Linked DNA regions of Sus scrofa: regions 2, 3 and 4 are each linked to region 1. Evidence: chromatin contacts called from public Hi-C and promoter capture Hi-C data. All regions are on one chromosome and are shown on one strand. Each heading gives the region's core, a stretch centred on a gene start, on an enhancer-like site or on the middle of the called end of the contact. The rest is flanking DNA. Distances are from core to core; before and after follow the strand shown. Region 1 holds the start of IWS1 (protein IWS1 homolog). Region 2 holds the start of POLR2D (DNA-directed RNA polymerase II subunit RPB4). Region 3 holds the start of SAP130 (histone deacetylase complex subunit SAP130). Region 4 holds the start of WDR33 (pre-mRNA 3' end processing protein WDR33).

Region 1 (4,944 bases), core at 1,295-3,794:
TCCACACCACCATGTCAGTTAGGAACTTTTTGCTAAAATTCAATAATTATCCTCTTGTTACAACAGCCAAAACATGGAAACAACCTAAATGTCCATTGACAGAGGAGTGGATCAAGAAGATGTGGTACATATACACAATGGAATATTACTCAGCCATTAAAAAGAACGAAATACCAGCATTTTTAGCAACATGGATGGACCTAGAAACTATCATGCTAAGTGACGTCAGCCATACAATAAGACACCAACATCCAATGCTTTCACTGACATATGGAATCTGAAAAAAGGACACACTGAACTTCTTTGCAGAACAGATGCTGACTCACAGACATTGAAAAACTTACGGTCTCTGGAGGAGACAGTTTGGGGAGTGGGGGGATATGCTTGGACTGTGGGATGGAAATCCTGTGAAATCAGATTGTTATGATCATTATACAACTACAGATGTGATAAATTGATTTGAGTAATTAAAAAAAAGCAAAAAAAAATAATAATAAAGAAAGAAAGAAACCATGTAAAAGGAAATACTTAAGACTGTTGCCTAGTACTACATATCAGATACTGACTCACAGACTTTGAAAAACTTACGGTTTCCAAATGAGACAGGTTCAGGGGTGGGGGGATGCAAATGCTATAAAATTTGATTGTGATGATTGTTGTACACCTATAAATGTAATACAATTAAAAAAATAATAAAAATACTAATCCTCTTGTAATTGCATTATTTAGCCCAATTACTTTCATGACTGTTGATCTTGTACCTTTGGTGAAGTAACAAGATCTTTATTGGCAGGATTTACACTGCGTTCCCTTTCATTGAACCAATTCCTGGACTTCTGCCCTGTTCACTCTGCCTTAATTTACATAGGTATGGTCTCACCCATTCTCTTTAAAAGAGAACTTAGATACTGGGACTTCTTCTATTAGATGAATATTTAATTTTGTGCCTTTGGTTCCAGGCACTGTTAATTCCTTGCTCTCACAATTCTCAAAACAGCCTGAGATGTCATTCCTACCTCTGAAGGGGCAGACTTGAATTTAAAACCTAATTTCCACCATACAGGGGAAAGAATGCCCATGAACTCTCTTGCAAGAAAATGAGAATTTCCAGAGAGAAACCATCCATCTTTCTTTCTTCTCTTTCCATGTTCTTTTCTGGAGCCTAGCATTGGGTTCTGCCAGCATATTCTGACCGGCTAACAAAGTATTCCAGGGTTATCAAAGCTGAGATGTAGCTTGACTAATGGCATTCTGAGAATTCATAGCATAGCCAGCACCAGAGAATTCACATATCTCAACTCCACCGTATGAGGTGGACCTTTCAGGGCACCACCTGAGACCTTATAATAGGCTAGGCATGCCCAGAAACCCAGTCCAAGATATATGCTTTGTCAACTAACAAAAGGCCCTATTTCTGCAAGGCTATACCTCCTAGGAAATAAATATTTGCTTATACTTCCCCTGGCCCTCCTCCAATTAAAAGGCAATAACGTCGTCCTCTTTAAGACAAAAACAATCAAGCAAGGAAATAGACTTCATTCCGAGTATTGCAAATGAAGAGCACTCCAGATATGAAGATCAGTTTGTCTACGCAGGATAGTTTTATGCTTTCATAGGGAGGAAGGTAGAAAAAATTATGGATTGACTTGCAGTCAGGAAATATCAGTCAAGTAAACAGAATATGCTTATCTCTGTATCTAGCTAGTTTTAGAAGAGCAAAGATGTGAACAGGAAATTGAAGGGGTCTGAACCTGCCCTTATGAGCAGGTTCAGGAAGAAGGGGAAAGGTCTTTGACCTTGTCACAGGTAAGCAAGTGGGTCTTCTGTAAGTCTTATGGAACTCATGAAAAAGAGCAGAGAGTGAGTTTTACTTAAGAGACAAGGAGAAGAATGGTACTACTCTACAGTGAGTTGAACAGGTCTGTAAGTATCTTAACCACTGCTGTTTCCCAGGAGTATACAGGGCTCAAGGAAAGCACTTACAAGGCTCAAGTAAGGTTCAAAAATGTTATTCTTCTCCAAGATTTCATCCAGGGGCCCTTCTGGATGCAAAACCCTGTACTTCCTATCATTGACCAAAAGGCTTCTTAATATGGAAATTCAGTCGTTTTTTTAGAAAGGAAGAAAAATGCCTTGAAAAGAGACTCTTTTGATCATGCCACTTAGTAAAGCATCATAGCGCGTTAGGCTTGGAACCACAAGTCCCAGAGAGCAATGCGACACTGCTTCCCCGTACTAAAGGCGGGAATCAAGAGCCTCGCTGCATGACGGGAACGATAGTTAATTACCGTAGCATGGAAATTTTAATTTTAGCGGGTCTTCATTTTTCGGAAGATCCTCAAACAAGGCGCAGACGGAGAGCCAATAAGGTAATATTATCATCTCCATGGGAACCAGAGATAGGTTCCTCCAAAGGGAGGTTTTAAACTGCAGTTTCGACTCCCGCTCTATTTTCCCACTAGTCTCCTTTCCGGCCGTGCCGTGCGTTATTACCGTCGCGTCTTCTCATTGGCCGGGTGACAGATGACGGCGCTTGCGCACTGCATTCTTTTGAGGGTCGTGGGCAGACGCCATTTTGGCCCTAGAGGTGCTTCTGGGAAGTAGAGCGCTGACCCACACGCTTTGCCCGCCCGCCGGGTTGGGCCTCTGCTGCTGGGATTTCTAGATCAAAGGGTTCTACCGCTGCCTGTTGCCTTATTCTCCGCACTCTCCAAACCCTTTGGTCGGGCGGGAGCCTCTGAGCACCGGGCCGCGCCATCGGTGGTCACAGCGCCGGGAAGGAGGTGACGGGGGCGGCGCGGGGCGCAGACACTCCCCGCCGAGAGCCGCCTGAAATGGACTCGGAATATTACAGCGGCGACCAGTCAGGTGGGGCAGGGACCTAGGATACAGGGCTGGGGGCGGAGTGGTTACTTGGCAGAACTTGGCCTCGCACCCGGCGGGAAAAGGGGGAGGCCCCGGAGACGTTCCTTTGCCGGACTCGGCCCGAAGAGGACCGAGGCAGAGCGGGGAGAGCCCGCCGACCGGCTGCGGGCCCCGAAGTTGGAATCTTGGAGAGAGGATTCTAGGGGGACAGCGGTCTTCTGAGTCGGCTAAAGGTGTTGAGATTGGGGAGTAACTTCTAGGTATTAGGCGCTTTCTTTGTGCAAAGTAATAGGGAAGGTCTCTCCTGATACGGGACTTTTTTTTTTTTTTTTTTTTTTCCCCCCCTTTTCAGGAGTTGAGAGTATTTTTCGAGAATCCAAGGGGTATATGAGGGTATGATATCTTACCTCCTCCAGACGTTTCACTCGGAGTTGGGACTAATTCGATCTCGCCTGCAAACTAGTTTCTCCCATTAAAGAAAATGTAGAACACTTATTTGAGTTGTATACATATTTTAGAATATGTATCTCTGGGACTTAACTGGTGATTTTGGTGCCCGTCCTTCACATTGAGAGCTTTCCTTTTTCTCCTCGCTTGAGTTTGTTCTCTTTTCTTTTCCTGTTTACTCAACGAGCTCTCTGTCCCACTCCGCTAACTCTGTGCTAGGCACTGGAGATCAAGAGACGAATAAGGCAGGATCTCGTGGGGAATAAAAACGTTTCTTTTGCTTCCCTTTGTGTCCTAGTTCCATTGAGTATTCTTTATCAAAAAGTGCTTAAATAATTTTCTGAGCGTTAACTACCTTCTTTTCTGTTTTGAGTTACCTTCAATTCCTTATATGACGGCGAGTAGTAATGACAATATACTGCTTTAAACGTTTTTTCCTATGTTTTCAAATTAGTTGTCACTTCATTTGTGTTTTTAAATTATTTTTAAACAAGTACTTCATATAAAGTGCTGAAAGACATGAAAAGTTAGTTCCTTGAATGTTCATTTTTTAAGCTGTTTTTTGTTTTATTCCTGTATTCCTAATTTATGTTGTATCTTAGTGCATCTTTTTTAGGCATTTTGAAATGATTTCCTTTTATCCTAGGACTAGGATTTTAGCCTCTTCTGTGCCCTCTTCTCCCCCGTATTTTAACTGTTAAAATGTAATTTTTATTGACTAGTTAATAAAATATTAAATATATTAAAATTTATGCTTTACTCCTTAGCTAAGTAGTCATAAACATGTAGTGATTTCATTCTTAAACAAATTTTGGTTTTCTTGTAATTGTCTATAGTTCATTTTTGAAATTTATTTATTTTGGGAGTTCCCATTGTGGTTCATCAGGTTAAGGACCCAGCATTGTCTCTGTGAGGATGTGGGTGTGATCCCTGCCCTTGCTCAGTGGGTTAAGGATCTGGCATTGCCTCAGGCTGCAGTGTAGGTCACAGATGAGGCTTGGATCTGGTGTTGGCTATGACTATGGCACAGGCCTCAGCTGCAGCTCTGATTGAACCCCTCTCCCAGGAACTTCATTCCATATGCTACAGGTGCAGCCATAAAAGGAAAAAAAAATTTTTTTTTAATCAAACTTTCTAACCAAGGCTTCCCATGTCCTCCAACAGCCCTACATTCCTCTCAGTACAATTTTACCCTTTTTTTTTGGTTGATCTGCAGCATATGGAGCCCCTGGGCCAGGCTTCAGATCCTAGCCACGGTAGTGACCTTACGCTGAATCCTTAACTCACTGGCCTGAACTGGAGATCAAACCTGTGTCTCAGTGCTCCCAAGACGCTGCTAATTCCATTGCACCACAGCAGGCGCCCCTTACTTTGCATTTTTAAAGTATGCTTAAAGGTAGGTTGCAATTCGTTTTATAATAATAGTGTAGTAGTATACGCTCTCTCTTAAGGAGTTTGAACAATTTCTGGACTAGAGTTCTTTGTACTCTTCATTCATAAACAAATACTGTACATCATGTACAGAGCAGTGTTCTGAGCTCCAGGGATTCAACAGCGAACCAAAATCCCTGCTCTTTTGGCACTTGCATTCAAGTGAGGAAAGACCCACATTAAACAAAATTAACTTGGTAA
Region 2 (5,293 bases), core at 2,199-4,698, 340 kb before region 1:
TTTATTGTTTATAAGAAAAATCATCTATACAGGAGTCCTGGGTGTTAATTTTAATATTTGCACAAGATCTGTTTTCCATGATGTGTTAACACCTACAATTTCACTAACTGTTGATGTTATTTTCTATTGAGATTCTGGAGCCTAGGGAGCTATATGTTCTTTTTGTTTGTTTTCATTCTTATTTCCCTGAAGCAAGAGACTTTGTATGGCCTTCAGTGCAAAGACTTCAGACCAATTCTTTGTATTACACTTGGTTGCCTCTTGGCTATATAACTTCTGAGTGCAAATCATTGAACTCTTTAACAAAAGTATTGTAGAGAATAAATCATAATGGGTAAAAAGTGGTCTTTGTCTTGCCTCTTTTTTTTTTTTTTGAATAGCAGTTAATAGTCATTTTATTTTGGACAGCCAACTAGATAGTATTTATTCAGCCTGCATACTCTTTGTGGTGTTGATGATCCCTAATAACCTTATACTCTTGTTGGTAGCAATGCCACTGTTTTTTTTTTAGAGCCAAGTTTTCTTGGCATAAACCTAAGGTTTATGAACCCTTTTTAAAAAAACTTTTTTCGGAGTTCCCGTCGTGGCACAGTGGTTAACGAATCCGACTAGGAACCATGAGGTTGCGGGTTCGGTCTCTGCCCTTGCTCAGTGGGTTGAGGATCCGGCGTTGCCGTGAGCTGTGGTGTAGGTTGCAGATGCGGCTCGGATCCCGCGTTGCTGTGGCTCTGGCGTAGGCCGGTGGCTACAGCTCCGATTAGACCCCTAGCCGGGGAACCTCCATGTGCCACGGGAGCGGCCCAAAGAAATAGCAAAAAAAACAAAAAACAAAAAAACTTTTTTCCCCTAGGAAAAAAGTTCGTAGTTGTCATTAAGTTTTCCAATAACACAGAACTTGCCCAGAAAGCTACAACCTGAAGAGGGAGTAGGGGGGCAATGCTCAAATTTAACATAACATTTGATGAGGTTAATTAACCCAAACAGAGACTTTGGGACATGGGTGTGGTCTGACCTAGAGGAAAACATTGCTCGATTTTGGATGGCCCAGAAAGGATGAGGTTTGGAGAAAATGACAAGGAATGATTTTTCAAACTTTACATTCACGTGTTGATATTGTTAGTCTTTGGTTTAAATTTTTATTTGCAAGTATGTAAAATTTTTAAGATACCAGTTCTGAGGCCCTTACAGTTGGCAAGAGGTTTATATGGTCAGGGTTAGATGATAAATTTGGAGATACATTACAAACGACTGGTTAACCACAGACCGACTGTGTGAGAGGAATTCTGTTTCTTCAAGAGAAATGATTCTAGAGATGAGTATTCCATTTCTGTAATTCCACCTGTAAACAGCATGGAATTCCATATCATTCTTTTTGGGGGGTATATCAATCCAGGGTCTGTGTGACCTTGGTATAAATATCTGCTTTTGAAAGGCACACTCACTGGGATAGTGGAAGGACTTGACTGGACCAATACTGTACAAAGAACCATTGGAGTTCCTGTCCTGGCTAGTGGTTAACAAATCCGACGAAGAACAATGAGGTTGCTGCTTCAATCCCTGGTCTTGCTCAGTGGGTTAAGGATCTGGCGTTGCCGTGAGCTGTGGTGTAGGTTGCAGATGCGGCTCGGATCCCGCATTGCTATGGTTCTGGCATAGGCTTGGCAGCTACAGCTCCAATTCGACCCCGAGCCTGGGAACCTCCATATGCCACGGGTGCAGCCCTAGAAAAGGCAAAAAGACAAAAAAAAAAAAAAAAAAAAAAAAAGAACCGTAGTAGCTCCTGAGCAATGTGATGACCTCTTTGTATGCTTCCTTACTTCTCAGACCACTTGCCACTTTCTGTCTGTCATTATGAAAAGTAAGTCCAGGTCTTGCATCAACTACCTGTAGAGAGCTCCTTTTGGGGACAGCTCTAGGACTGATTCACCTTTTTAACTTCAGGGCCTTGCACATAAGTATTTATGGTTTCTTGAATGAAAATGTGGACAAATCACCCTGTGACACGTTATTGGATGTATTTGTTATCCTCTTTTCTTCTTTCTTCACCTGTTGACTTCTTTCCTGCTGTGTGTGTGCAGAAGATCCAGCTAGCCTTGGGGCCAGCACATGATGAGGTCCGGTAAGCAGTAGGTACTCTGTAAAGTCCTGCTGGGTGGCTAAATGGGAGAAAGAGGCCTACACTGAGCTTCAGAACTACCTCCCATACCCAGCAGCTACCTGTCCCCAGCCTCTTCATCAGAACATCAATCCACAGCTCTGTTGGATTGTGTAGGAAAGCACTTTGAAGCAGTAAAAAGCTCTGCCAATACTATATAAACTACCATTGATTTACCCAATACATCTCTTTTGGAAATACAGATAGAAGGCAAATTAGGAGTTCCCGTCGTGGCGCAGTGGTTAACGAATCCAACTAGGAACCATGAGGTTTCGGGTTCGATCCCTGGCCTTGCTCAGTGGGTTAACGATCCGGCATTGCCGTGAGCTGTGGTGTAGGTTGCAGAGGCGGCTTGGATCCCACGTTGCTGTGGCTCTGGCGTAGGCTGGTGGCTATAGCTCCGATTAGACCCCTTGCCTGGGAACCTCCATATGCCGCAGGAGCGGCCCAAGAAATGGCAAAAAGACAAAATAATAATAATAATAATAAATAAATAAAAATTAAATTTAAAAAAAGGCAAATTAATTTTGTAAAAATTAGTCTTGTCTGGTAATGCCTTTTTTTGTTAGCAGAGTTTACATGATACTTAAGCACTGTTCATTGCTGAGCCAAGTAGTGCACTATGATTATTCCTTTCACTGTACAACCATCTGTTTTCTCTCACATTGGAAACAAAATCATTTTTCATTTGCTTAGTTTTCTAAGTATCACCCAAATATTCCATCAGGCCTCTCGATATCACTATCCACGTGCTCAGAAGTATTAGAAAAATCCACTACAAATAAAAAATTTTAAATGCTTAAGGCTATAAAGGAAATCATACGTTTTCAGTCACCTACCCAGCTTCCCATCAAGGAGAGTTCCTCTCGTTCCAGCTGCTCGGAACCGCGCGTTCCTGCATCTCATCTAATCCTTCCCTCTGCCCTGGGAGGCAGGTATTCTCATCCACACCCCACAGGTGAGTTAACTGAGCCTCAGAGAGGTATAGCGACCGGTCGCCACGCCGCGCGGCGAAGGGCGTACGGGGGAAGAGGCGAGGATGGCTTCTCCCGCGAGGCCAGTGCAGGACGGCCCCTCGGCGATGAGTGAGCCCCGCAATCCCGGTCTCGGGCTCCTTTCCACTTCCTTGGGAGCAGCCTAAGGTCGCTTCACTCCTCTCTGCCGCCTCCCAGCTTCGCCCGCCCCATCCAGGTCCCGCCCAGCCCAGAGGTTCCGCCCAGCCCAGAGGGTCCGCCCACATGTGGGGGCCTGCTCAACCCTATTCGGACTCCGCCCTGTCTCCGAAACCACGCCCCTTCCGTGCTGTGTTTCGTGGATCGGCGCTTCCGTTTCCGGCGGTGCGAGTGGAGGTTCGTGGCAGGTCAATGGCGGCTGGTGGCAGCGATCCGCGGGCTGGTGATGTAGAGGAGGATGCCTCACAACTCATTTTTCCCAAAGGTGCGGCCTGGGGCTTCCCGACTATCCCGGTTGTCCGGTGTGGTTGGCGTAGGCCTAGCTGGGGCTGGCGGGCGCGGCGAAGGGCCGGGAGGAGGGGGATGCAGGCCAGCGGGGAGCGGTACGGTGAGAGCAGGCCAGCTTGATTGCACACCTACCGCTCTGGAGCCTTCGGCGCCCAACTCCGCACTGGCTCTGGGCGGCCTCTTACTCCTGTTTAAGTAATTCGTTTTATCTGATAAACTCTGCGAAGTTCTGGAGGGATGTGTCAAAGATAAAACCGGCACTAAAGGGGTCAGGACCGATTTTAATCAGTAATATACCATTGCAGTAGAGAAAAGAGTCAAGCGTAGACTAGTCCCAACTTGGATTTGTAGAGAGGTGACTGAACGTTTTAAAGAGAGAATGAGGGAATAGGGAGAGGTGAGCGGGGCTTACTAGGGTCAGGGAAGTGAAAAACTACGAAAAATGGGAAGAACAAAGTATAGCATTTGGAGTGAATAAGCGGTGAGATTCTGCTGTGTAGAAATGGGAACTATATCTAGTCACTTGTGATGGAGCATGGTGGAGGATAATGTGAGAAAAAATATATATGTGCATGTGTGACTGGGTCATTCTGCTGTATAGTAAAAAATTGACAGAACACTGTAAACCAACTCTAATGGAAAAAATAAAAATCATTATTAAAAGAAAAATGGGAAGAGAAGAGTTGGTCAGTTTGAAACCCATTTGGATTTGTTAACTGTCACTTAGGAAAATTAGGCTCCTGAGAGTCTGCTGTATAGCACAGGGATCTGTGTATAATCCCTTGTGATGACACATGATGGAAGATAACGTGAAAAAAAGAAGGTGTATAAATGTATAACTGGGTCACTTTGCTGTACAGCAAAAATTGACAGAACACTGTAAATCAACTATAATAATTTTTTTTTTTTTTTTTTTTTTTTTTTTTAGGGCCGCACCTGCAGCATATGGAGGTTCCCAGACTAGAGGTCTAATCGGAGCTGCAGCTGCTGGCTTATACCATGGCCATAGCAACATGAGATCCGAGCCGTGTCTGTGACCTACACCACAGCTCACAGCAATGCCAAATCCTTAACCCACTGAGCAAGGCCAGAGGTTGAACCCGCCACCTCATGGTTCCTAGTCGGATTCATTTCCACTGTGCCACGACGGGAACACCAAAAAATCAGGTTCCTACCCTCCCACTTCTGCTCTGGGCTGGGGATGGGGGCTCTATCTCCAGGAGGTGGCTGGAATAAATAGTGAATTATTTTGGCAGCCTTTAGTTTTCATAGGCAGCTATTTTATTTTATTTTACTTTATTTTGTTGATTTTTAGGGCCACATATGGAAGTTCCCAGGCTAGGGGTCAAATCCGAGCTGCAGCTGCTGGCCTGCAACACAAGATCCGAGCCTCGTCTGTGACCTACACCACACACAGCTCTCGGCAACACTGGATCCTTAACCCACTGAGCAAGGCTGAGGATCGAGCCCGATTCCTCATGGATGCTAGCTGGGTTCATTACTGCTGAGCCACAACTGGAGCTACTTATAGTATAGTTCCTGTTATAGGCAGTTACTTTAAAGGAGCTAGACTCATCCCAGGAATGCAGTTAGAAATCATGTAATCTTGAGCTGTTAGAAATCATGTTAGTGTTTTGTTCAAGTCTGTGGGCCAAAGTTGAGTCCTAGCCAAGAAGAG
Region 3 (5,358 bases), core at 2,758-5,257, 510 kb before region 1:
TTATATCATTTTCTAATTCTGGAGAGACTTGAGAAGTTTGGTAAATTGCATTCCTTCTAGGTTTTCCTTCCGGACAGCCTATAGAATAGCTGCCCTAGGATCAGATGCCATCCTGCTCTGGATGTATTGGTTAGCTCTTGCTGTATAAAAAACCACCACAAACTTAGCAGCTTAGAACAACACACACTGATTATCTCACGGTGTCGGTGGAACAGGAATCCAGGTATGTCTTAGCTCAGTCCTCTGCTCAGGGTCTCACAGGCTGCAATTAAGGTATCAAGTGGACTAGGTTCTCATCTAGAAGCTCGACTAAGGAAGGCTCAGTTTCCAAGCTCACTCAGGTTGTTGGCAGAACTCACTTCCTTGATGTGTAGGACCTCTTGCAGGGGTCTGGCTAGAGGCCACCCTCAACTCCTAGAGGTTGCTTGCAGGTCCTACAGACCATCCACACTTCCTTGCCATGCAAGCCACATGGCTGCTTCCTCAGGCCATATACCAGAGTCTCTAGACTGAGTCTTGCAGTCTGACAGTCGTCTAGAATGTAACATGGTCAGGGAAGTGACATCTCATCACCTTTGCCATATTAATTTTTTTTCTTCTATGGTTGCACCTGTGGCATAGGGAAACTCCTAAGCTAGAGGTTGAATTGAAGCTGCAGCTGCTGGCCTATGCCACAGCCACAGCAATGCCAGATCCAAGCTGCATGTGCAACCTTCACCACAAATCCTTACCCTACTGAGTGAGGCCAGGGATTGAACCGGCATCCTCATGGACACTATGTTGGGTTCTTAATCCAGTGAGGAATTCCCACAATGGGAATCCAATAGTCTATTGATTAGAAGAAAGTCACAGGTCCTGCTACATTCAACAAACCCCAGGAGGGGGACCATGAGGGGTCATTCTAGAGTCTGTTAACCATATGGAACACAGGTACATTTGGGGGAGGGACAATGGTATAGAACATGGTACCTGGAGGAGACAGACCCTGAGTTTGGTCTGGGTAATAAACCAGATAAAGGTCTTTTTTTTAATTTTCTTTTTAGGGCTGTGCCCAAGGCACATGGAGGCTCCCAGGCTAGGGGTCAAATCAGAGCTACAGCTGCCAGCCTACACCACAGCCACAGCAATGCAGGGCCCAAGCCACATCTGTGACCTACACCACAGCTTACGGCAATGCTGAATACTTAACCAACTGAGTGAGGCCAGGGATCAAACCCACATCCTCATGGATACTGATCGGGTTCATTACCACTGAGCCACAGTGGGGACTCCCTGAAACATGTATTTTCCTTCAAGTATCCACCATGTGAGGGACTAGAGACAGAAGTGGATAAAGCAGAGACTGTCCCTGGTAACTAAGGAGAATTCAGGTTTCATTCCTGTACTATGGATGTGTTTGTGATTATACTCTGCAAATATTTGTTGAATCCTTCCTGTTGACAGGAGATATAAAGAGTAATTTTCCCTCAACCTAATCCAGGAAGAATACAGGGGATATGAGTAGTGCTATAACAGGGATACTGAAAATGCTCCATGGACATATTCTGTAGGTGGGGCAAGGCGAGGGATTCAAGGCAGGCTTCCTGGAGAAGATAAATCATTTTCCCCCAGTACAACATTGTATTATTGGCAGCATTTTGCCACATGATTGCTGAGGGGTAAAGCCTCTGGCATTCTGGCTTGAGCAAAACACTGGAAGCCAAGCTGTGTGTGGAGAATTGGTGGAAACTATTGTCGCTAGAGTACCCAGTGTTTGGAGAGGTAGGAGGGACAAAATTATTAAGGCCTTTGAACTGGGCTTAGAGGTTTGAAATATATTCTGAAGTTATGGGAACATTATGGCCGGGAAGAACAGATTCAGATAAATGCTTTAGGAAAAGAACTCTGTGGGAGTTCCCATTGTGGCTCAGTGGGTAACAAACCTGACTAGTATCCCTGAGGATGAGAGTTCGATCCTTGGCCTTATTCAGTAGGTTAAAGGATCCTGCATAGGTCACAGATGTGGCCCAGATCCCGTGTTGCTGTGGCTGTGGCGCAGGCCAGCAGCTGCAGGTCCGATTTGACCCCTAGCCTGGATACGTCCATATGATGCAGGTGCAGCCCTAAAAAGCAAAAAGGAAGGAAAGAGGGAAGGGAGAGAGGGAGGAAAGAAAGAGAATTCTGTGCAGGGTAGGTTGGGGTAGGAATGACTTGAGTGGGGTAAGGACTACTATAATCCAGACAGGAATTAATGAAAGGTTGAGCCAAGGCTATGGAAGTGGCTGGAAAGGAAGTACAGAGTACATATGGTGACTCTGGGAGATGGAAGCACAGAAACCAAAAAGAGTAAAACCAAAGGCAGAGAGAATGGTGACACCATTAATCCAACCCAGAAATCAGGAGGTGAGGCTAATCAATACAAGTGTTCAACATGTTAAATCTCAGGGGCTTGTAAGACATATGTTTGGAACTGTAGGTGTACAACTCAAGACAGAGGTCACTATGCAGATAAAACTGAGTCATTTTCAAGAATGATGCTGTAGGAGTTCCTGCCGTGGCGCAGTGGGAACGAATCCAACTAGGAACCATGAGGTTGTGGGTTGGATCCTTGGCCTCCATCAGTGGGTTAAGGATCTGGCGTTTCCACGAGCTGTGGTGTAGGTCGCAGACGTGGCTCAGATCTGACGTTGCTGTGGCTGTGGCATAGTCCGGCAGCTATAGCTCTGATTAGACCCCAAGCCTGGGAACCTCTATGTGCCACAGGTGCGGCCCTAAAAAGATAAAAGACAGAAAAAAATGCAGAAGAATGATGCTGTAAATTGTGAGAGTGTATTAAGCTACTTAGGAAGATAGTGTAGCATTAAGAGAGGGTCGGAGCCTTGGAGAAAAGAGAAGTATAAAACAGCTGAATAGGGGCAGAAGAAGAATCAGGAGAGAGTGTGGTTCTGGAGGCCAAGGGAAGACCATTTTAAGGAGGAATTCCTGCTCTTAAACTAAGCAAGGACCACTGAGTGAAGGTGAGTAGGTTAGTGGAGGGAGCAGTGTAAGAAGAGGCAGGAGCAGGCAGAGTCTAGGAGAGAGATGGCTAAAGTATATCACGTCAGTTACTTATAGAAGAAATGTGAGAAGGGAAGAGTGTTAGAAAGGAAGATGTCTTGAGAAAGGAGAGGGGGCATAGCCTTGAGCTGCCCTTTTTGTACTAAGAATGTAGCTGTGCACGAAAGGAAGAAGGGATTTGAGCCCCATTTATTTCCTATCGCAAAACTCCAGACTAATTTACCGTCTAGGAAGATTGGCGGAGGGACATAATCTCTAGTATCAGACTCATTCTGCTTTCGCAGCTTTGGCTAAGACTTCCACAGCCGTATAACTCCAACACTCTACCCCAAACAAAACAAATCACCACCACCTCCCTCCGCTTCTCCGTAATCCGGAAAGTCTGAGCAGGTGCACCGCGCCTGAGTCCTGCGCCAAAGGCACCTCTCCGAGCCCGCTTTAACCCGAGTGTGCTCGGCTCCCGGCCAAGTTCCCCACGCAGCGAGGCCAGTGCAAACCCGACTGAGTCCCTTCGTTTCCGTGCACCCGAGCCTCCCATGACGCTCAAGCTTCGCGGGTCATGGCCTCAATGGGGACATCAAGTCCCACACGCAGCGCGGAGAATCCAGTACAGTCCGGAAAACCCTCAGCCCTGCCTGCGGCCCCTTCGGTACGCTGCAGTCGGCCTCCATTACCCTATTCCCGCGCCGCAACTCCCTCGGAAAAATGAAACCTGGTGCCATCACATGAGGCAAAAGGGTAGCAGCTTTTCACTAGGCAAAGAAAAACGGCAGAACCGTCGCTAAATAGCTAAGGGGTGTGTTGCTTCGGCCGGGTCGCCAGGACGCCCCGCCCAGGCCCGCCTTCTCAGCACCAGAACTACCTTTCCCAGAGGCCTCTGCAGCCCCGAGGGGCAGGCCCGTCCGCTCTCCACTCATATTGAACGGTGATTGGCTTTCCCGGATGAGGGCGGGGCCTACCCCAGCCAGTGGGTGAGAGGCTCGTTACGGCGGCGGAAGCAGCGGCGCTGGGCAGAGGGGTGGGGGACCGAGTGCTAGCGCCTCGGCGGCGGCGGCGGGTCCTGGAGCCCGAGGACGTCGGCTCCGCAGGCGGAGAGCGCACGGGAACCAGCTCGAGGCGGCAAGGCGGCCACTCGGCGCAGCACTCAGGTAATGGCGGGACGTGCGCCCAGGAGGGGAGGGAAAGGGGAGGGGAGGAGACGAGGGGGCGGGGCGGCCGAGCCGGGCTGCAGCGTCCGTCCCGCTGCGCGTCCCCAGAGAAGGGCAGCGGTGCCTCGTTTTCTGCGGCGCGGACCTGTACTCTTTCGTGAACTGAGCACGGCAGTTGGGCCGGCTGCAGGGGCCGGGTGTCCTGCGACAAGGAATGGAAAGCCGTCGGGAAGGCTGGGCTGAGTTGGGCTTGGGGGCGTGGCGGGCGTGGGCCTTGGCGGGGAAGCTGAGAGGCCGGGGGAGCGCGGGCGGGCGGGCGGCCCAGGGAGTTTGGCTCCTGGAGCAGTTTAAAGTGACTCTCCACATCCGGGCCCTGCGCCCGCCGCTTTCAGACCCCGACCGAGGCGGGGCCTCCCAGCTCCCCGCCCCTCTCGCCGGCAGCTCTTGTCTTCCTCTGCCATTGGCTCTTCCTCGGGGGTTTGGGCTGCCCTGGCGAGGCTCGCGCCTGATTGGCTGGCAGTCGGCGGGAGGGTGGGGCGGGATCACAGCGCGCAGGCCGCGGTGGATTGGTGCAGGCCCTGGAGTGACGCACCCGGCGTGGGGCCAATGGGCGGGCGGGGGAGGTAGGAGCAGGTTCGGGGAAGAGGACTGGAGCAGAGCGGCGGCCGGGGGGCCGGGGTGAGTGGGGTCGGCGGGACTGGACAGCGACGGGCCCGAGGGGCGCTGCGGCACGAGCGGTCCTCGCGATCTCGGAGCCCAGCGCTGCCACCGCATTGGGTCCTCCGCAGCACCCCCGGCCCGGCGAGGTTGAATTAGGAGGGGCGGGCGGCGGCTGCAGGTAAAGAGGCACACTGGTCCTGGGGCTCCTCAGAACGCCTGCCCCCCTCTCCAGAGGATTCAGAGACCCGAAGTATCAGGAGACCTGTGTTCTCTGATCTCGGCGGTGGGCTTCACGGTGGGGGGTAGGATTGCGGGCTAATCAGGGATATCGGCAGAGCTTGGCTCCTGAGCGAAAAGTGGGGGTAGATTTTAGAGAAGGTGGTGAAGGTCTCAGTTCCTTTTGGCTGAGCTGGGGTCTGTGAAAGGGGCGGGAGATGGGGGGGTCGGAGAGAAATCTGTAAATGGAGCCTGTGCAGGATAGCATTGAAAATCCCTTTTGCGTCAGGTCTTGATG
Region 4 (5,309 bases), core at 2,360-4,859, 300 kb before region 1:
TGTCGTGGAACAGTGGCAACGAATCCCACTAGGAACCATGAGGTTGGGGGTTTGATCCCTGGCCTCCCTCAGTGGGTTAAGGATCCAGCGTTGCTGTGAGCTGTGGTGTGGGTCACAGAGGAGGCTTGGATCTAGTGTTGCAGTGGTGCTGGTGTAGGCTGGCAGCTATAGCTCTGATTGGACCTCTAGCCTGGGAACCTCCATATGCGGCTAGTGCGGCCCTAAAGAAAAAGAAAGAAAAGAAAGAAAAACCAGGAGGCAAAAGTAATTTATTTATTTTTATTTATTTATTTTTGGTTTTTTTTTAGGGCCTCACCTGCAGCATATGGAAGTGCCCAGGCTAGGGGTTGAATCACAGCTGCAGCTGTCTTCCTAAACCACAGCCACAGCAACGCAGGATCTGAGCCTCGTCTTCGACCTACACCACAGCTCACGGCAATGTGGATCTTTAACCCATTGAGCAAGGCCGGGGTCAAACCCCCATCCTCATGGATCCTGGTCGGGTTTGTTAACCACTTAGCCACGACAGGAACTTCGAAAAATAATTTAAAAGAGGAATTTCTGATGTGGTGCAATGGATCGGTGACATCTTGGGAGCACTGAGATGAAGGTTTGGTCCCCAGCTGGGCACAGTGGGTTAAAGATGTGGGTGGCGTTGCCACAGCTGCAGCTTAGGTCAAGACTGCGATTCAGATCTGATGGCTGTCCCAGGAACTCTTTATGCAGCAGGGCGGCCAAAAATGGGAAAAAAAATTAAGAGTGGGAAGATGAAAGACAGAACAAGGGCAAAGAATGTAAAACAGTTGCAAATATGGTATGTATTAATCCAACTATCTCAATAATCACTTTAAATATGAATGGTCTAAATACATCAATTATCAGATAAAGACCATCAGAATGGATTACGAACATTGCCTATTGTAGTCTAGAGACCCTTAAACTTTACTGAGCTCCATGGCTATCACTTTTTCAAAAAGTCCTGAGGCACAGCCCAAATGGGAATTTGGAGCAGGCATTCATGATTCAAAGTTAGTTTTCTGACAGGTCCTTCCTTCTCTAGCTAGGAGTAAGTGCAAATGACGCTCTGATCAGGAACCAGTCCTTACACTTGGAAGATATTGTAGAATCTGAAGTTCCCGTCATGGCGCAGTGGTTAACGAATCCGACTAGGAACCATGAGGTTGCGGGTTCAGTCCCTGCCCTTGCTCAGTGGGTTGATGATCCGGCGTTGCCGTGAGCTGTGGTGTAGGTCATAGACGCGCCTCGGATCCCTCGTTGCTGTGGCTCTGGCATAGGCCGGTGGCTGTAGCTCTGATTGGACCCCTAGCCTGGGAACCTCCATATGCCGCGGGAGCGGCCCAAGAAACAGCAAAAAGACAAAAAAAAAAAAAAAAAAGATATTGTAGAATCTGCTGCTAATAAAGTTGCCCAATAAAATTCCCTGGACACTGGCTAAAATTTTTTTGATGAAAAGATAACCTTGAGCAGGTCTGACGCAGCTCGGATCTGGCATTGCTGTGGCTGTGGTGTAGGCCAGCAGCTATAGCTCCGATTGGACCCCTAGCCTGGGAACCTCCATATGCCATGGGTGTGGCCCTAAAAAGCAAAACAAAACAAAACAAAACAAAACATATTACAGTTCTTCCTATTCATGTTCCACTAAAATTAGATAATTAGTATTTCTGGTGTCATCATAAAAACTTTGTATTGAAACTTTGTAATGTCCAGGTAATATTATATGGTATGCATGTGCCATTATTTAGCCATTATCTGCTATCAGACATTTAAATTGCTTTTTTTTTTTTTTTTTTGCTTTTTTTGGTTTGTTTGTTTTTTTAGGGCCTCACCCTCGACATATGGAGGTTCCCAGGCTAGGGGTCTTATCAGAGCTGTAGCCACCGGCCTACACCACAGCCATAGCAACATCAGATCCGAGCTGCAACTTCCACCTATAGGACAGCTCAGGGCAACGCTATCAATATTTCAATGAAAATTTTGTACATACATTTTTTTAACTTTATTTTTTTTTTTAGGGCGACATATGTGGCACCATGGAAGTTCCTGGGCTAGGAGTCAATTGGAGCTGCAGCTCCAGCCTATGCCATAGGTCCAGCAATGTCAGATTCAAGCTGAGTCTAAGACCCTGGTGCAGCTTGGGACAACACCAGATCCTTAACCCACTGAGCGAGGCCAGGGATCAAACCTGCATCCTTATGGAAACTAGTTGGGTTCTTAACCTCTTGAGCCACAATGGGAATTCCCTTTTTGCACACTTCTGAGAATATCCTTAGGATAGATTTTTAGAAGAGGAATTAGAATGAAAAGTAATACATTTTTTTAAGATTCTTGATTCATGTTGACTTAAATTTTTTATCCTAAAATTAGAAGGCAACTTGTTTGTTTTAGTTGTATTCTTAACTTTCTATAAATGGGATCATCCAGTGTCTTCTTTTGTGCCTGACAGAAGGAAATTTATGATATTCATCAAGTTTGTTGCATTTATCAGTAGTTACAGACAAACCTTTTTTGTTTTTTTGTTTTTGTTTTTTCTGCTTTTAAGGGCTGCACCCACGGCATATGGAAGTTACCAGGCTGGGGGGCAAATCGGAGCTACAGCTGCAGGCCTATGTCACAGTCACAGCAAGGTGGGATTGGAGCTGCATCTGGGATCTACACCATAGCTCAGGGCAACACTGGATCCTTAACCCACACAGCGAGGCCAGGGATGGAATCAGCATCCTCAGGGATACTGGTCAGATTCCTTTCTGCTGAGCCACAACAGGAACTCCCAGACATACCTTCTTTTATTGTGCTTCACTGCTATTGCCTTTAAAAAAAAAAAAAAAAAACTAAGTGAAAGTTTGTGGCAACCCTGCGTTGTCAGATAAAGGATTTTTTTTTTTTTTTAGCAATAAAGCCTTCTAAAAGTAAGGTGTGTACTTGTTTTAACTTAGTGCTATTGCACACTTAAAGACTACAGTATAGTGCAAATATAACATATGCGCTAGATACCAAAAAATTTGTGATTCACTTTATTTAAATATTAGCTTTATTACAGTTGTGGGGAATAGAACACGCAGTATGTCTGAGATATGTCTGAATTTCCTGTTGCTACATAGTAGCTCACTGCATGACCACATCATAACTTGTTTACACAACTGCTGATGGGCGTTTGAGTTACCAGTGATTATTACAAACAACAACAACAACAACAACAAAAAACTGCTTTAAACATTGCTGTGCATGCCTTTGGTGAACGTATGCACTCAGCCCTCTTGGAATGGGACTACCGAGTCTCAGAGTGGGGGGATGCTAAACTTTAGGAGCGACTGTGTAAAGTTTTCCAAAGTGGTTGCACCTCAGGGCTCAATTTTTATAACCTGGTCTCAACTCTCAGTGAGGAAACGAGATAACCTAGAGGTATCTAAAGTACGAAAACTGTATGCTTGACTCAACTCCGAGCCTTCATTTAAATTCTCAAAATATTCTCAGGCAGGTGCTCTGATTTCACGGATGAATAAACGGGACTGCAGCACCACCCCGAATAAATTTCCTATTCAAATTTTGGAAACCGGGGTATTTTTGAAAGCATCAAGGTTAGCTCACAATGTGAAGAAAACAGGCGAGACCACCCGCTCCTCTTTCCTCCTCGTTCCAGACAGCGCCGATCTCCACTGAGCTGGAACAAAGGAGTTGTTCAGTGAAGCCACGTGGTTTGCAACAAGGTCCCGCCTCTCACCTGCACACATGCGCAGTTTGAACTCTAAAGAGCCCGTCGGCCCAGACGCGCGTGACGTAGTAGCGTATGCCGATGCGTGATGACGCATAGGCGTGCGCTCGGTGGTTCATAGGGGAAGATGGCGGCTGCTCTTTTGGAGGAGTGGGATTGAGACGGGCGGAGGGGGGAGGCCAGGAAGGAGAGACGTTCCCGGCTGTGAAGACCGACATTTCGCTCGCCAGTCATTGGGAGCTCTGCTCAGCCCCGGAGGGTGAGTCTGGCGGCGGCACGGGACCGGTCGCCTGCAGCAGGCGGCGGCACTCTCCGCCATTTTCCATCTCGGCCGTTGCGTGCTTTGGGGGCCTAGAGGGGCGCTTGGGAACAGGTTGGAAGAGCAGAGAGGATCTCTGTCTGGGGCTTTTTGTGGCGGTTTCAGCACTTAGGGGGGAGGGCTTGGAAGCTTGCGGCAGACCGGGAAAGGAGGGCATGGTAGGACTAAAACTCTGACTGGGGACAAGTGACGACTAGAAGACGTAGGTAGTAGTAAGGTTATGGATAAAGCTGTGAAGTTTGGAGGTGGAAGCGCGTTAAACTGAAATTTGGGGCGGGAGTGGAAGGGGTTGGGCCGAGAGTTGAATGAGTGTGGCTTTGAGTGGTTGGTTGAAGGGGTCACGGGAAGTTAGTTAATGAGAAACCTGTAAAACGGCGGAAGGTTTAGTCTCGTAATTATTATGGCTTGAAATCGGCAATTTTCACAGATATAAATCTAAAGCTTGACAGGCATAAAACCCCTGTTCCTCCTTTGGAACAGTTACATTCCTACTTTGTTTGGTTTAGATCATGTTCTCTGAAAATTCTTTAATAACTCCCTGCGCATCTCCAATTTTAAGTTGCCTTTTGGCAACTAGATTTTTAGGTTCTTAGAAAGCGTTCTTTTTTTTAAGGAAAGAAAAAAAAAGTTGGTACTTTGTTGTAAATCCCTGTGGTTGGTAGCTCTTCCGCAGAAAGGAGAAGGAGGCTGGTCGATAGGAATTCCCGTAATTGGATCTGTTTAAATCAAATCAGAAAAGCACAGGTTTTTGATAGAAAAGTCTCTCAAGAATGTTTTAAAGTAATTTCTTAGCAAATGATAGTAGGCTGTTGGAAACTTCGGGAGACATCAGAATTTGAAAAAAAAGATTTATGAGAAATACCTCGGGAGCAATGAGTTGACTTTTAAAGTACACTATGGAGATAGAGTATTACCTGTATCTCCACGCAGTGTTTTTTTTTTTTTGTTTGTTTGTTTGTTTTTGCCTGTGAACGTGATGCAGTGGTACATCTGTTTAATTCTGGCAAAACTTTTAGAGACTGTTAGTTTAAAGGAGTCATGTTAATTGTTCTCCTGATGTCTTTTTTCTTTTCCTAATAATAACTGCGTTTGACACCCATCTTTTATTGCACTTTTTAATTGATCTTCTTGCCTACAAGAAGGTTAAATATTTTATCGATTCCAGTTTGCTCTGAGGCTTGGAGTTTCATATTTATCTCTTTTTTTCTTGAAGTTTATGGGAAGAATTTGGTTAGAAAGTTGGCCTTACAATGCTTTAGG

The links. Promoter capture Hi-C pulls out the DNA fragments that hold promoters and counts their contacts. Hi-C and Micro-C count contacts between places; a contact is called where the count stands out from the background.
Region 2: a contact with region 1 is called in a promoter capture Hi-C map of liver, with 2.1 times the contacts expected there. The contact joins the promoter of POLR2D here to the promoter of IWS1 in region 1. A contact is called at or near these places in 1 of 5 promoter capture datasets (liver), 4 of 47 Hi-C or Micro-C datasets (embryonic fibroblasts, fetal skeletal muscle, mesenteric adipose tissue and 1 more) and 1 of 2 datasets of contacts at active chromatin or transcription factors (alveolar macrophages).
Region 3: a Hi-C map of liver shows a contact between it and region 1, with 6 times the contacts expected there. The contact joins the promoter of SAP130 here to the promoter of IWS1 in region 1. A contact is called at or near these places in 1 of 5 promoter capture datasets (liver) and 1 of 47 Hi-C or Micro-C datasets (liver).
Region 4: a promoter capture Hi-C map of liver shows a contact between it and region 1, with 3 times the contacts expected there. The contact joins the promoter of WDR33 here to the promoter of IWS1 in region 1. A contact is called at or near these places in 2 of 5 promoter capture datasets (fetal liver and liver), 3 of 47 Hi-C or Micro-C datasets (embryonic fibroblasts, heart right ventricle and liver) and 1 of 2 datasets of contacts at active chromatin or transcription factors (alveolar macrophages).

What each region holds. Positions count from the first base shown.
Region 1 is chr15:59,820,245-59,825,188 of Sscrofa11.1, forward strand. It overlaps IWS1 (protein IWS1 homolog), which reads left to right and starts at 2,545. Exons shown (of 14, transcript XM_021076423.1): 1 at 2,545-2,868. The coding sequence starts at 2,835.
Region 2 is chr15:59,476,183-59,481,475 of Sscrofa11.1, forward strand. POLR2D (DNA-directed RNA polymerase II subunit RPB4) reads left to right here and starts at 3,449. Exons shown (of 4, transcript XM_021076493.1): 1 at 3,449-3,592. The coding sequence starts at 3,520. It overlaps AMMECR1L (AMMECR1-like protein), which reads left to right. Exons shown (of 9, transcript XR_002339479.1): 9 at 1-344.
Region 3 is chr15:59,308,394-59,313,751 of Sscrofa11.1, forward strand. It overlaps SAP130 (histone deacetylase complex subunit SAP130), which reads left to right and starts at 4,008. Exons shown (of 21, transcript XM_021076325.1): 1 at 4,008-4,184.
Region 4 is chr15:59,516,223-59,521,531 of Sscrofa11.1, forward strand. WDR33 (pre-mRNA 3' end processing protein WDR33) reads left to right here and starts at 3,610. Exons shown (of 22, transcript XM_021075457.1): 1 at 3,610-3,989.